Regions from separate parts of the Mus musculus genome. Here all the other regions are linked to region 3. A link is a contact called in public HiChIP or PLAC-seq data. All regions are on one chromosome and are shown on one strand. Each heading gives the region's core, a stretch centred on a gene start, on an enhancer-like site or on the middle of the called end of the contact. The rest is flanking DNA. Distances are from core to core; before and after follow the strand shown.

Evidence for each region. HiChIP or PLAC-seq counts read pairs in DNA pulled down with a chosen protein or histone mark.
Region 1: an H3K4me3 HiChIP or PLAC-seq map of embryonic stem cells shows a contact between it and region 3, with 25 read pairs. The contact joins the enhancer-like site here to the promoter of Hsd11b2 in region 3. A contact is called at or near these places in 18 of 39 promoter capture datasets (the 3T3-L1 cell line, 3T3-L1-derived adipocytes, the C10 cell line and 11 more), 3 of 484 Hi-C or Micro-C datasets (embryonic stem cells and nephron progenitors), 2 of 115 datasets of contacts at active chromatin or transcription factors (both in embryonic stem cells) and 3 of 9 other capture datasets (adipose tissue, liver and pancreatic islet).
Region 2: a contact with region 3 is called in an H3K4me3 HiChIP or PLAC-seq map of embryonic stem cells, with 19 read pairs. The contact joins the promoter of Ctcf here to the promoter of Hsd11b2 in region 3. A contact is called at or near these places in 1 of 39 promoter capture datasets (cranial neural crest), 2 of 484 Hi-C or Micro-C datasets (embryonic stem cells and nephron progenitors), 5 of 115 datasets of contacts at active chromatin or transcription factors (bone marrow-derived macrophages, embryonic stem cells, memory CD8 T cells and 1 more) and 2 of 9 other capture datasets (adipose tissue and pancreatic islet).

What each region holds. Positions count from the first base shown.
Region 1 is chr8:105,442,734-105,446,979 of GRCm38.p6, reverse strand. Lrrc36 (leucine rich repeat containing 36) reads right to left here. Exons shown (of 14, transcript NM_001170788.1): 6 at 3,119-3,246; 7 at 724-772. Among named protein-coding and RNA genes, the nearest start is that of Tppp3, 27 kb to the left of the region's middle. Within about 2 kb of position 1,474, at least 47 of the 459 cell types and tissues checked have an H3K27ac peak or open chromatin away from gene starts, as enhancers often do. A contact at or near this core is called in adipose tissue, embryonic stem cells, hippocampal neurons and 1 more, where this site is marked.
Region 2 is chr8:105,634,028-105,638,019 of GRCm38.p6, reverse strand. Ctcf (CCCTC-binding factor) reads right to left here and starts at 1,482. Exons shown (of 12, transcript NM_181322.3): 1 at 1,300-1,482. Gm5914 (predicted gene 5914) reads left to right here and starts at 546. Exons shown (of 2, transcript NR_151742.1): 1 at 546-740.
Region 3 is chr8:105,516,598-105,520,470 of GRCm38.p6, reverse strand. It overlaps Hsd11b2 (hydroxysteroid 11-beta dehydrogenase 2), which reads right to left and starts at 1,725. Exons shown (of 5, transcript NM_008289.2): 1 at 1,342-1,725. The coding sequence starts at 1,606.

The sequences.
Region 1 (4,246 bases), core at 225-2,724, 73 kb after region 3:
CTGAGTTCGAGGCCAGCCTGGTCTACAAAGTGAGCTCCAGGACAGCTAGGGCCACACAGAGAAACCCTGCCTCAAAAAAACCAAAAAAAAAAAAAAAAAAAACCAAAAAAAAAAAAAAAAACACCAAAACCACCAAAACCAAACCAAACCAAACCAAACCAAAACAAAACAAAACAAAACAAAACAAAAAAAAAACCAAAACCAAAAAAAAAAAAGAAAGAAAGAAAGAAAAAAAAAAGAATAATGGTGAAGGGGAAGCATTAAGCCAACAAACAGAACAGAGAGTTCATCACCAACAGGCCACACCGAAGGATGCACTATAAGCTGGAGGAAATGATCTCAGAAGGGATTGGATGCCTGGGCTAAAGAAAGAAATAAAAACAAAGATAAATCTAAATGGAAATTGCATTAAAGAAATCTTGTGGGGTTTAATCCCAATGAGCAAAAAGAAAAAAGAAGAAAAGAAAAGAAAAGAAATGGTAACGGAGATAGTTTCCTAAATGACCATATTGTCATTTGGAGGAAAGCAGGAGAAGAAAGAGAAACGGTGTAGAAGGAAACAGTCACTCTTCAAGCAGAAAAGCCTCCCAGATGGTAAGCTCTGAGCCAGTCCCTGGGGAAAGCAGAAGGGTCAGCTGACCAGAAGATGGAGCGCTGCCGGGTCATCTTGTAAATCTTATCCCATCCAGATCTCTCTGGATACCCAATGAGCAAAATATTTACCATCTTCCTGGTGAAGGTCACTTGTCTCCCTTCTTGTTGCTTCCTGCATCTAAAAAAAAAAAAGTTTGAAAATTTAGGAAGAAAGGCATCTGTGAGTGTTCAGATAAAAGCTCACTGAGAGTGGGAGTTCAGCATATTTTCCTGTTACCATGGACACACATCCCTGGAGGTTGGGAAACAGACCTTCCAGCAGGGGTTGAGCCCATTGTAAAACAGTTACAGCACGAGGAGGCTCCAGAGTTGCTTTAGAGTGGGATGGAGGCTCCTTGAAAACAAACACTGCGATGCTGAGTTTTGTCTGCATGCAAATTAGTTCAGGCCCATGTTTTCATTTTCGTCTGGAGGGGGAGGTGAGAGGGTGGTGTGTGTGGAGGGATGCGCATAAGAGTTAACCATCAAAGGTTGATGTTGGCTGTCTTCCTTTAGTACTCTGCAACCTTAATTTTTGATGCAGAGCCTCTCATTAGACTTGTAGCTCATCTATTTGATTAGTCTGGCTGGCCAGTGCGCCCGTGATCCACCTGTCCCCCTTTAACTGTACACGGCTTTTACATGGGACTCCAAACCAGCTGCCCACGCCTGCACAGCAAATGCTTCACCTACTGAGCCATCTCTCCACCCAGATCTCGGTTTCCAGTTTTATCTTCTCTATTTATTTGGTTTTTCTGATAAAGCTGAGTACTAGCTACAGAAGCTAACAAGAATTTACGTTCATTCTTCTTTTTCTCCGGAGACAGGGAGTGCAGTGCAGCCCTGGCTGGCCTGGAGCTCCCTGCATAATCAGGACAGCCTAACAGTCCTACTTCTGCCTCCTCAGTACTGGCATTACAGGTGTGTGCCCATTGTGCCAAGCAACTGCTGGAGTTTTAAGAAGCTGTAAATTAATCTGAGGCATAACTAGGCAACTGAAGCTGAAGCAAAAAGAAAGCAATCTAATATGTATTTTTTTTAAATCTTAAAATATTTGGTTATAATCTTAAAATATATTGGCTAGGGCTATACTTCTGTGGTACTGTACTAGCCCAGCATGCCCAAGGCCTTGGGTTCTATTCCAGCATATACTGGCACCCACATATACAATTTATGTAACCAAAAAAAAAAAAAAAGGAGGGGGAGGAGGAGGGAGAGGAAGAGGAAGGAGGAGGAGGAGGAGGAGGAGGAGAAGGAGGAGGAGAAGAAGAAGAAGAAGAAGAAGAAGAAGAAGGAGGAGGAGGAGGAGGAGGAGGAGGAGGAGGAGGAGAAGAAGGAGAAGGAGGAGAAGGAGGAGAAGGAGGAGAAGGAGGAGAAGGAGGAGAAGGAGAAGAAGAGAGAAGGGAAAGAATTATTTGCACTGCTTTATGCTAAATTTAAAGATTATAGTAACTTATTCAATTCTTTTTTTTTTCTTCCTTAAGGAAATAATTCTAGAGAGGGTGTTTTTATTTGTTTTTAACTCTGAAGTACTACTTAATTGTATATTGGAATAGACATTGTCTCTGTTTTCTCAAATAAATAGCAAGATTTAAAAGAAAAGAAAAGAAAAGGAAAGGAAAAGAAAAGAAAAGAAATGGTAACTGATATAGTTTCCTAGCACCCAAGTAGGACCTCTAAAAACAAAGAAACAAATGCTAAGTGCCTTGAGAACTAGAAGGCTTTATAGCACACACGTATTGAAAAACCCTCACTGTCTCTTCACTAAAGCTGCGCTGACCATTCTCATCTCCATTAGCCCTTCCTCTGGCCGACTGTTTTCCACCATTCTGTTGCTTACTTAAAAAAAAAAAAAAAAAAAAAAAGCAAAGGAAGAAGCTGTCTGTTCTTATGTCACTGGCTCACACACAAGCTTTAATAAAGAGATTACATGACTTCTACCACCTTTTTTTCCCCTCAGAAAACTTGGGGGGGGGGTTGTTTGTTTGTTTGTTTCCAATACAGGTTTCTCCGAGTAGCCTTGACTGTCCTGGAACTCACTCTGTAGACCAAGCTGGCCTCAAACTCAGAGATCTGCCTGCCTCTGCCTCCCGAGTGTGCTACCACTGTCCCGCTGTTATCTTTAATTTTTCCTAAATCTTGCACTGTCGCTAATCTCTCATTGCCTATCACTCCTTGCCACATTACCCTCCCTCGCTGTCTGTTACACAGCAGAGACTGCTTTGGGGGAAAGCTGCCTTGATACGTAAAACTTTGAGTTTAAAAAAGGAGGAGGGAGAAAATGTGAGAGGTCAGAGAACAGGAGATGGGGGCGTTTGGTAAAGAGAAGGAATTTTATAGCCAGCTCTGAGCTGTTAAACATGGATGCATCCCTGCTTGAAGACCAATGCCCAGCTTCCAGTGTGCTAAGTAAGGTCCCACATATAAGTAAAGACAACACCATATTATTAGTATTGGTCATTCGGCAGGAGAGTGAGTGGATTACCTGTGTCCCCAGCGGAAAAACGTCTAATTTCTGAGCTGGTGTGCCACTGCCCTGGGCTGCACAAATGCTGGTTAGGGAATCCTTTATTTCCCGGTTGGGGAAGGGAATAAAAAGTCCTTTGTTTGCGTCTATATTAAAAGGAAAGGAATACAGTGAAGTCCCAACATAGTTCAAAGGTAGCATGTCTTATAAAAAAGATACTAAGGTATCACAAGACCTGGGGTTAACTCATGGCGTCACCGCTTAGAAACTATGAGAACCTGGGCAGGTTGCTTCATCAGCTCTCTGAATTCCCTCACTTTGTTAGTTCAGCAATGCTGATGAGACGTATACTACCCGTCTTTCAGCAGCAAAGGGAGGCAAAAACAAGACCATGGGTACAAAATGGTCTCGTAAGTTTTGAAGTGTTCTGTAGACACTCAGAAGTCGAAACGTATTTTGCACACTTCCCATTGAGTAAACGGTGAAGCCTAACATCAATTCAACAATCCCCTTCCACAGGAGATGCTGAGAATAGACTCTGGTTTTATACACATCTCCTGGGCTCTAATCAGACCACCCTGATTTGTCCTTTCAAGACTGGCTCTTTCTACCTTGATTGCCTCATTTGTAAAAAGAGAATAATATCTAATCAGAACCTATTTCATAGAGAATACTGAATTCTTAGGTCTCCCAGTATTTCTTACATGTGATTAGAGAAATAACTTAAAAACGAAAACTATAAAACTTCTACTGGTAGGCACTCTGGAAGTCCCCATTTGAACTGGGTGGCACACCGCTGTGACCCCAGGATGGGAAAGGCTGGAGCAAGCAGGTCCCCAGCTTGTTCTTTATAAGTTCGAGGGCAGCCTCCACCTTCTGAAGGGACTTTGGAAACTAAGTACTTTGCATTGGTTTAGGGAAAATTCTTTTTTAGCAGGATTGTGCAAGATCCTTTCAAAATCTTGGCCTTCTTCAAGCCATGTGTTCTTCTGCAAGCTTTCTGGCAGCCGAAAACCACCAAGAGCCAGGCTAATGCCAACACAGCATGGCAACAGCCGTTAGGTCCATCTGAGGCTGAGATGCGTCCCATCTCTGAGTTGCCTTTTGGTTTTGAGATGTTGTCAGTAAACACAAGACAACGCTTCT
Region 2 (3,992 bases), core at 233-2,732, 120 kb before region 3:
CTGCTGCAAGTGACCCAGGATCCAATTACAACATCAACCCTCACATTTCATCCAACAGTCAAATTACCAGTCCAGTCATGAATAAGTTCATTCTACCCTATTGGCGCATTAGATCGGTTTGCACGATCTCTAGAGAGGGGCTGAACTGTCTTAGCCTAGCCCTAGAGCATCAGGTCCTAAGTGGAGTGCAAAGTTAGCGTCAGGACATTTTAAATAGGAGGCAAACTCCAGCGTCGCCTGTACCATCGCAACCAGCCCATGCTCCCGAATTTATGAGTTTATCACATCACTTGAGATGAGAGTGAAATTAAGTTTCAGTCCCTTTTGAGATTTCTGAGCGCACCAAGTCTGACTGCTATCGTTTCAAGGGGCTGAAAGAGTGCGAATACAGCTGGAGAAAAACTACTTTGGTGCAGGAATTCGTGTCTTTTTCCGCGCACCATTGGGGGCCGCACCGGTCGGGTCCCGCGCGATGCCCTGGCGTGAGTTTGGGGGCGCAGCGGGGCCCGGCGGGGGCGGCGAGCGCGCGTTCCCCCGCCCGCTCGGGCGGCGTCGAGGCGCGAGCAGCTCAGCCAGCCTTGCAGAGGGAGCTCTCGGCAGCTCAGGGGTCCCCTCTGCTCGCAGCCACAGCAGCGCCGCCTGCGACACTCGGCGGCGACGGAGACCGGCAGCGGGGACGATCGGACTACGAGAGACTAGAGAGCACCCCAGCTGCTGGAGAAGCAACGCAGGGAGATCGGGTAGGTTCCGGGACCGGCTGGACTTGAAGATGGGGAGTCTGAGGCGCGTCGGTCGGGACCCGACACCCACACGGTTCCGGGACCTGGCTAAGCGGCCGGCCGAGGGTTCAGAACCCCTAGGCGAAGCAAGCGGCGGCAACCGAGCCTCAGAGGGTCCAGACTCGGTAAGGGGTATCCGTCGCGGGAGGGGCAGAGGGCGGGCCGTGGCCCGAAGATCAGCCGGGCCAAAAGCCGGCCTCGAGGGTAGAGACAAAGGAAGGAAAATGGAGTCGCCGAGCGCGCAGGCCTCTGTCGCCACCGCCGCCAGAGGCCTACCATGTTGGGAGGAGGGAAGCTTAGCGGGCGGGCGGGCGGGCGTGGAGGGGGTTGGCCAGGCCCTGGCGGCGGCGCCGGGCAATGGCGGCGGCCGCGCCGCAGCAGGGACGGTAGAGGGAGACAAACACCCCCCGGCGGCGGCGCTGGCGCTGGCGCCGGGCTGCAGCCAGCGCCGACCGGAGCGGCCCCATCGTGACACCTAGAGGCGGCCCGCGAAACCTCCTCCACCCCGGGCCCCCTTTACCTTCGCGCCACACCCCCCGCGGCGCCCGCTCCGCCGCCGCTCCACCGCTCCGGCCACCTGGCGTCCCCGGCCGGCTCCGCGCGCCCGCACCGGCTGCTGCTGGTCGCCGCTGCCGCCAAAGAAGCAGCTCCGCGCACGGTTTAATCGCTCCACAGGCTCGGACACAAAATGGCGGCGGCGCGGTGCAGTGCGCCTGCGTCGGCGCTGCCGGGGCCGCGGGTGCTGATAAGGGAAGAGTCGGGTGGGGGGGGCCGGCCGGCGGCGACGAGGGCGGGGGAGGAAAGGTGAGGGGAGGGGTTGGCGCAGGGCAGCATGGGAGGCGGCCCCGGGCGCCAACTTTCAAAAGCCGGCGCGATGGCGTCACGGGGATGCGCCGCGAGGCGCGGCGTCACGCCGCACGCGCCCTCCCGCGCCCTCGCCGGGTCGCGCGTGGGCTCTGCCGGCGGCGCGGAGGCGGCCTGGTTCCCATTGGGGTGGGGCTTCCCTGGGCGGAGGCTGGCGGCTTCTGGGCGATCGGGTCTCCGCCTAGTTGCCCTGATTTCCTTAGCTCGCTCATTTTCCCTCCAAGCTGCGAAGGGCGGGAGGACGACGGGGAGCTGAAGTAAGCGCGCGGGGCTGGGGCCGTGGGGGTTGAGGAAGCGCCAGGGTTCTACCCTGCCCGGTCTCCTCCCACCCGGGGTTAGCTCTGCACCCTGTCCCGCCGCCGAGTCAAATGCAGTGAGTTCCCGCACTCTCTCACTTCTCCGACACTTGCCCAGTGCTCAAGATCGACTGCTAGGGGCTTCGCCCGGGGATCTTAGTAGTCTTCCTCCCAAGAAAAGGGCCTTAGAAAACCGAATGTGAAATTAAGAGAATCGGGACAGAGTCACCTCAGTCCGGAGATATAGCAGACCACACCACAGCAGTCGTGTTTAGCTGTATTTGGCACCGTGAACGTCTAAGTTTTTAAGACTGTTCTTTTTATTTCGGTTCCCAGTCGGTGGTACTTAATCCCTTCCCTTTCCCGGGAAGACCCTATTGGCAGGTGTTCTAATCATCTTCTCTCCCCGCCCCCCATAGCCTTGGAATGTGACTCGGGATTGTAGTCCCAGTTCTCTTGCTTTAGCTGTTTGGATAACAAATGCACCTGGCAGCAAGCTTCTGCCCTATTCATATACATCTGGGCTGTGTTGTGGGTATGCTGGTCCATTATCAATAGATATTGTTTATTCCCCCCAAAAGAATCGGAAAGTTAGAAGCATGTAAGATCCCACTGTTCAGATGTCAGTAACTAAGGCAAATGTGTTTAAACATCTTGAGTCCATTCACCCACTGTTGTGGAGCTTCCCTCCATGACTGGACTTAGAGGAAAGATAGAAGAGAAAGTCCAAGATTAGAAAGAGGATAATAGACAAGGAAGTAAACAGAAAGACAAGTCTAGACTGTTGGATTGTAGAATCCAAGACCAGAAGTAAGTTTGAGGCAGGAAGAGAGGTTTCTGGTTTTCAGATGCTGAGAGTTCCGGTACAGTTCAGCCAGAGGCTTAGCTATTGAGTTTATTACCTTGGAGATAGCTGGGAAAGATCATGGTGACTTTAGCTTGACTCATATGGATTAACTGAAGAGGTTAACCTGAGTAGAATGGGTTAAAAAGTAAACAGGAGAGTAAGGAAATAGAGACAGTGCATGAAGGCAGCCTGAGTTCTGCTGTGGGTAGAGCAGACATTGGGGAATAGGTGCAGAAGGATGTGAGGTCAGGGGGGAGTTTTGTTCTGTCTCCCTTTGGGCGGTATGAATCCAACCCAAAGCCATGGTCTCTGCCCTTGAGCATCATCTCAACTCTGGGGATGTTTTAAAAGGTGGTAGAGGGGGTCAAGTGGTGATGGCTTACACATTTAATCCTAACACTTGGGAGATAGAGGCAGCCAGATCACTTTGAGTTTAAAGCCAGCCTGTTCTACAGAGTTACTTATAGCCAGTGCTACACAGAGAAACCCGTCACACACACACACACACACACACACACACACACACACACACACACAACCTAACTAAAAGAGATGATATTGCCAGACAATGGTGGCACATGCCTTTAATCTCAGCACTTGGGAGGCAGAGGCAGGAGGATTTCTGAGTTCGAGGCCAGCCTGGTCTACAGCATGAGTTCGAGGACAGCCAAGGATATACAGAGAAACCCTGTCTCAAAAAAAAAAAAAAAAAAAAAAAAAAAAAAAGGATGCTATTATTCCCAAGCATTTTTATGAACTATCAGAAGTGATGCAGGGAAAGGGAAGCTTGCTTGACCTTAAAAGACTGAAATTGGCGGGAGGATGTATGAGAACCAGGAGAAATGGCCTTGGAAAGGAAGGCCCCATTGATTATAAGGGTAACGAGGTGAAGGGGTATGCAGGGGTGTGCAAATGTAGGAGGGAAGAAACCTGAGTTAGTAGGACAGCCCTGCTGGGATAGGGTGCCCATTTAAGGCTTGTGATCATTAGTGTAAAGTTAAACCAGATGACCCAGTCTGTGTTTTTTCTCCAGTAGCATTCAGCTTTTAAAGTATGTGTGTTTTTTATCTATAGAGTGTTTTGCCTACATATGTGTGTCTGTGTACCACGTGTATGCAGTGCCCATGGAGGCCAGAAGAGGGGAGGTACATCCCTTGGAACTGGAGTTAACAGAATGTGATAATCCACCATGTGGATGCTAACCCT
Region 3 (3,873 bases), core at 476-2,975:
GCATAGGATCTGGTGAAAGCCGCTCACACAGGACAGGAAGAGATCTGTTCCATGTTTGAAGGCAGAGCCTATAACGAGTCCCTGCTTCATTTCAAGGGAATTCAGTAGCTTTCCTTCCTCAGGCTCCTGAAAGGGGGGGGGGGGGGGGGCTTGCCGTGGCTTCACACTCACTCTGGAAGTCTCTTCCATATCACCTGAGTCCTACTCAACCTCCACCCTCTCTTCCGAAGCCATATCACCTTAGTGCAATCTGGTTTCTCACCTGACATTCGGGTCTCCTCCCAAGGAAACTTCACATCCCCCCCCCCCCCCAGCCAGACTGGTTATTGACTGTCCCCTTCCCAAACCGTGCTTATTTCTTTCTGTCTTAAACCTTTGTCTCACGCCCTTTCTAGGATCCAAGACACCTTTCAGATTCCACCTGTCACTACCCAACTCCCTCCAAGGTCCAGTTCAAGGATTTCCTCCTAAAGTCTCCCGGCCCTATCCTATCATGCAGACCACCCATAAAGGACCAAGACCTCCAAGAAGCCATGGTGGTTGGGGGAGAAACAGCTGCCCCTCCCCCCATGCAATGGACCAATGCCCCCTGGCCTTCCTCCCCCTCCCCATTTCCTGCTGGGTCTGCAGCCCCCCTCCCCTCCCCTTCCCTCCTGATGACAGATTTATTCCCTGCTCCAGACAAAGAAAGCACAGGCAGGCACTAGAGACACCTGAGTCCAGCTCTCTGAGGACCCTTTCCTGGGCACCCAGGGCTGGGCAGGATGAGGTGTTAGGTGTAGACTGCAGGCGGCTGCAGTTTTGGCAGTGGGTAGCTGGATCTAAGAAGCAGCTACTCTCCAGCTGCTGTGAACTCAGGCGGTTCTGAACTCCAAGGATTCCAGCCAGAGGAGGTCGGGGAGCAGAACTCACCATCTAAGCACTCTGCCCCCAGAGAATAGCAGATACTGTGTTCTAGTGATGTGGGGGATGTCAGGCAGAGTTCAAGAGATGGCATTATCCCCGTCTCGGGTCTTCTGAAGTCCCCTAAAGTACTGTCTTCTGCTCCACACCTGATCTCTTAAGGAGCTCAGCATAAACTAAGTTTCTCCTCTTTCAGTCACTAGTTTCCTTTGAGCACCTGCCCACTCTCTACTTTCTCACCAATAATCCTCGCGGTCGCAGGTAGTTAACCCAGACTTGGTGAGGTGCCCGGAGCTTCCTACTTGGCTCACTTTCTTGCGTTTAGAGAAGGACTCTTACGTCTGAGCTGCGGAGTTCCCCTTGATGGCGCCCAAGGGAAACCCTCTAGGTGTGCGGTCCCGCCCTCCAGCCTGGAGTCCCTGCGCTCTGCACACTCACCGGTGATGAGCACCGCGCGAGTGGCCACCGGCAGGCGAGGAGGGCGCGCTAGGCGGGACAACGCGATCCAGCCAGCACCAGCCAGCACCACGAGTGCCGCCGGCGGGGGCAGCAGGCGCTGGCACAGCCAGTCGAGAGCAGCCAGCAGGGCCAGTGCCGCCAACAACGGGCGGCCCAGACGCAGGTCTGAGCGCAGCAGCTGCAGCAGCGCGCGGGCAGCCACCAGCAGCCAGGCGCCGCCCGACGGCCAAGGCCAGCGCTCCATGACTTCGGGGCCGGGCTGGGGCGGGGCGGGGGCCTGGTTGGGGAGCGCCGAGAGGGACTCGAGGCTAGGACACGGAATGCAGAGGAACACCGGCCTGGGGTGGGAGGGATACTCGCTTTCTTTGCGGGGTCCTCGGACCCAGCTTATAAAGCGCCCTGGGGGCGGGGTTGGGGCGGTGCGAAGGCGGGGCTAGGGTGGGGCTTTCCTCCACTTCTATCTTAGCACCCCACGCCAGGCAGGTGCCCCCCCGCCCAGCCCCCCTGTCTAGATCCGTTTTCGAAGAAGCCGGAACAAAGTCCCCAAGTTGCATGAGGCGGAGCCGTCAGTCGCCAGCTTCGCCCGGGAAAGGGCCAGTCTGCCCAACCCTGTGCCTTACATCTCATTCACTCCTGTGCGCCTATTGGCATGCCAAGGACTCTGAGCCTCCGAGCTCAGGAGTGCACATCCTGCTCACGCTTCCTCAGGGATACTTAACACACACATACCACCAACATCAGCACCACCACCACCAACTTTCATTCAAGTATTCCACATTGCTGTGGCTGTGACTGCCATGACTTCCAGAACACTGCATGGAAGCAGCCAGAGTCTGCTGCCAGCCACACCCGCCCCCGCATGCAGTGCCAGGCATGGCCTTAGGTCCCTGGTACACACGCCCAAATGTGCACTCTCACCTGGGTAGTTCTCAGCCACAGCTAGGAGAGAAGGGGGGTTCTGTTTCACTTCATTTTCTTCCATAGTCTAGAACTGGGGATGGAGGGAGAGGAAGGAGGAGGAGGAGAGAGACATACATACAGAGAGACAGAAACACACAGAGAAAGACAGAGATGGAAAGGTCAATGAAGGCATCAAGGTCTCCTTTTTTCTTTAGCTTCATCTACCCCCTCCCCAGGAACCAGTTAATGGGAAGACCTGGGAGAAGGGTCAGGACAGGGTGGTCCCTGATCTGCTACACTGAGTCCCCAGGGGATGAATTAAGTAGTGTGTGGGTGCATTTCCCTCCCTGTGTGTATGAAGGTCCTTGTTTGTGTGTGGCCTGGCACCCTGCGCCACCCCCGTGTCTGGCAACCTGTGCCTAACATGCATGCCAGGGCTCTGGCAGGCACTGGGGGTTAAGTGCAGAGCGAGGAGCAAAGCCGAGCTGTGGAGATCCCTACGTCTGTGAACCCCCAGACCTTCCCCCCTTGACACACACACCTCCCCATTCCTCATCTCTATCCTTTCTAGGTCCTGAGAGGGTCATAGATTCCTTATCACAGCTCTCTGTCCTGCGGTTCATTCTCTTCCCTGTATCCAGAATCCGGTCCAGTGTTTCATGTAAACACTCAAAGCCCTCCCTTCCATCCGGGTGTGGGTTCCTGAAGAGCCAGTGAACTCTTCGGGAAGGAGCTGGTGTCCAGACTCTCTTGAGAGGAAGAACTCTGCATGAAGACCCCTGTTCCCCACTCAGAGTCACTCCTCTGTCCCCACTCAGAGTCACTCGTGTGTTTCCATCCACCCATCCTCTGTCTATAAATATGGACAATGGTGGAACCCTGGCCTGGGTGTCAGGACTTGCCTGAGTAAGCTGTGTGTCCCTGACCTTGGGTGTGTGGCTTTGAGTTCTTTTATATCTGTGTCTATGGGGTTCTATGCCCTGTGTCATGTATGACCTTATGTGTGCTTGCACATAAGTGTGTATGTGCTACGTGTGCTTCCTATAGCTTCTGTCTCCTCTTCTTGCTTCTAGGAACTCAGAGAAACAATCCTTTTCTAAACCCACTGACTCCGGTTGTTCTGAGTCAATTGTCCAGGTCAAGAAATGAATGACATGCCTTGCTTTAACTAAGTTATCCTCCTTAGAATCCAGCTACAGTTTTTCCAGCCTCAGCCACTTTAAGTACTTTCCCTAAGGTAGGAAAAAGAGAGAGAGAGAGAGAGAGAGAGAGAGAGAGAGAAAGCAGAGTCCTAGGGGGAATAGTCAAGCTTCCCCCGCCACACACACACACCAGTTCTCAGAGCAAGAAATAGACACAAGAGAGCAAGGTGGGGAGAATGGGAAGCAGGGCTCTACCCTAGTCCCATGAAGTACCTGGGGAAACCCAGGACAGGGAGAGAGGGAGACTGGCTGAGAGTAGATGGGTGGAGGGAATTGTCTTTGAGTAGGATGCTTCTAGAACAAATACTTCTTCAGGTGGAACTTTTCCAAGTCTTGATGAGATTGGTTTACCTGCCACACTTACATGACACCCCTTTCCTGAGAACCCCATTTTCTAAGTCAGGAGACC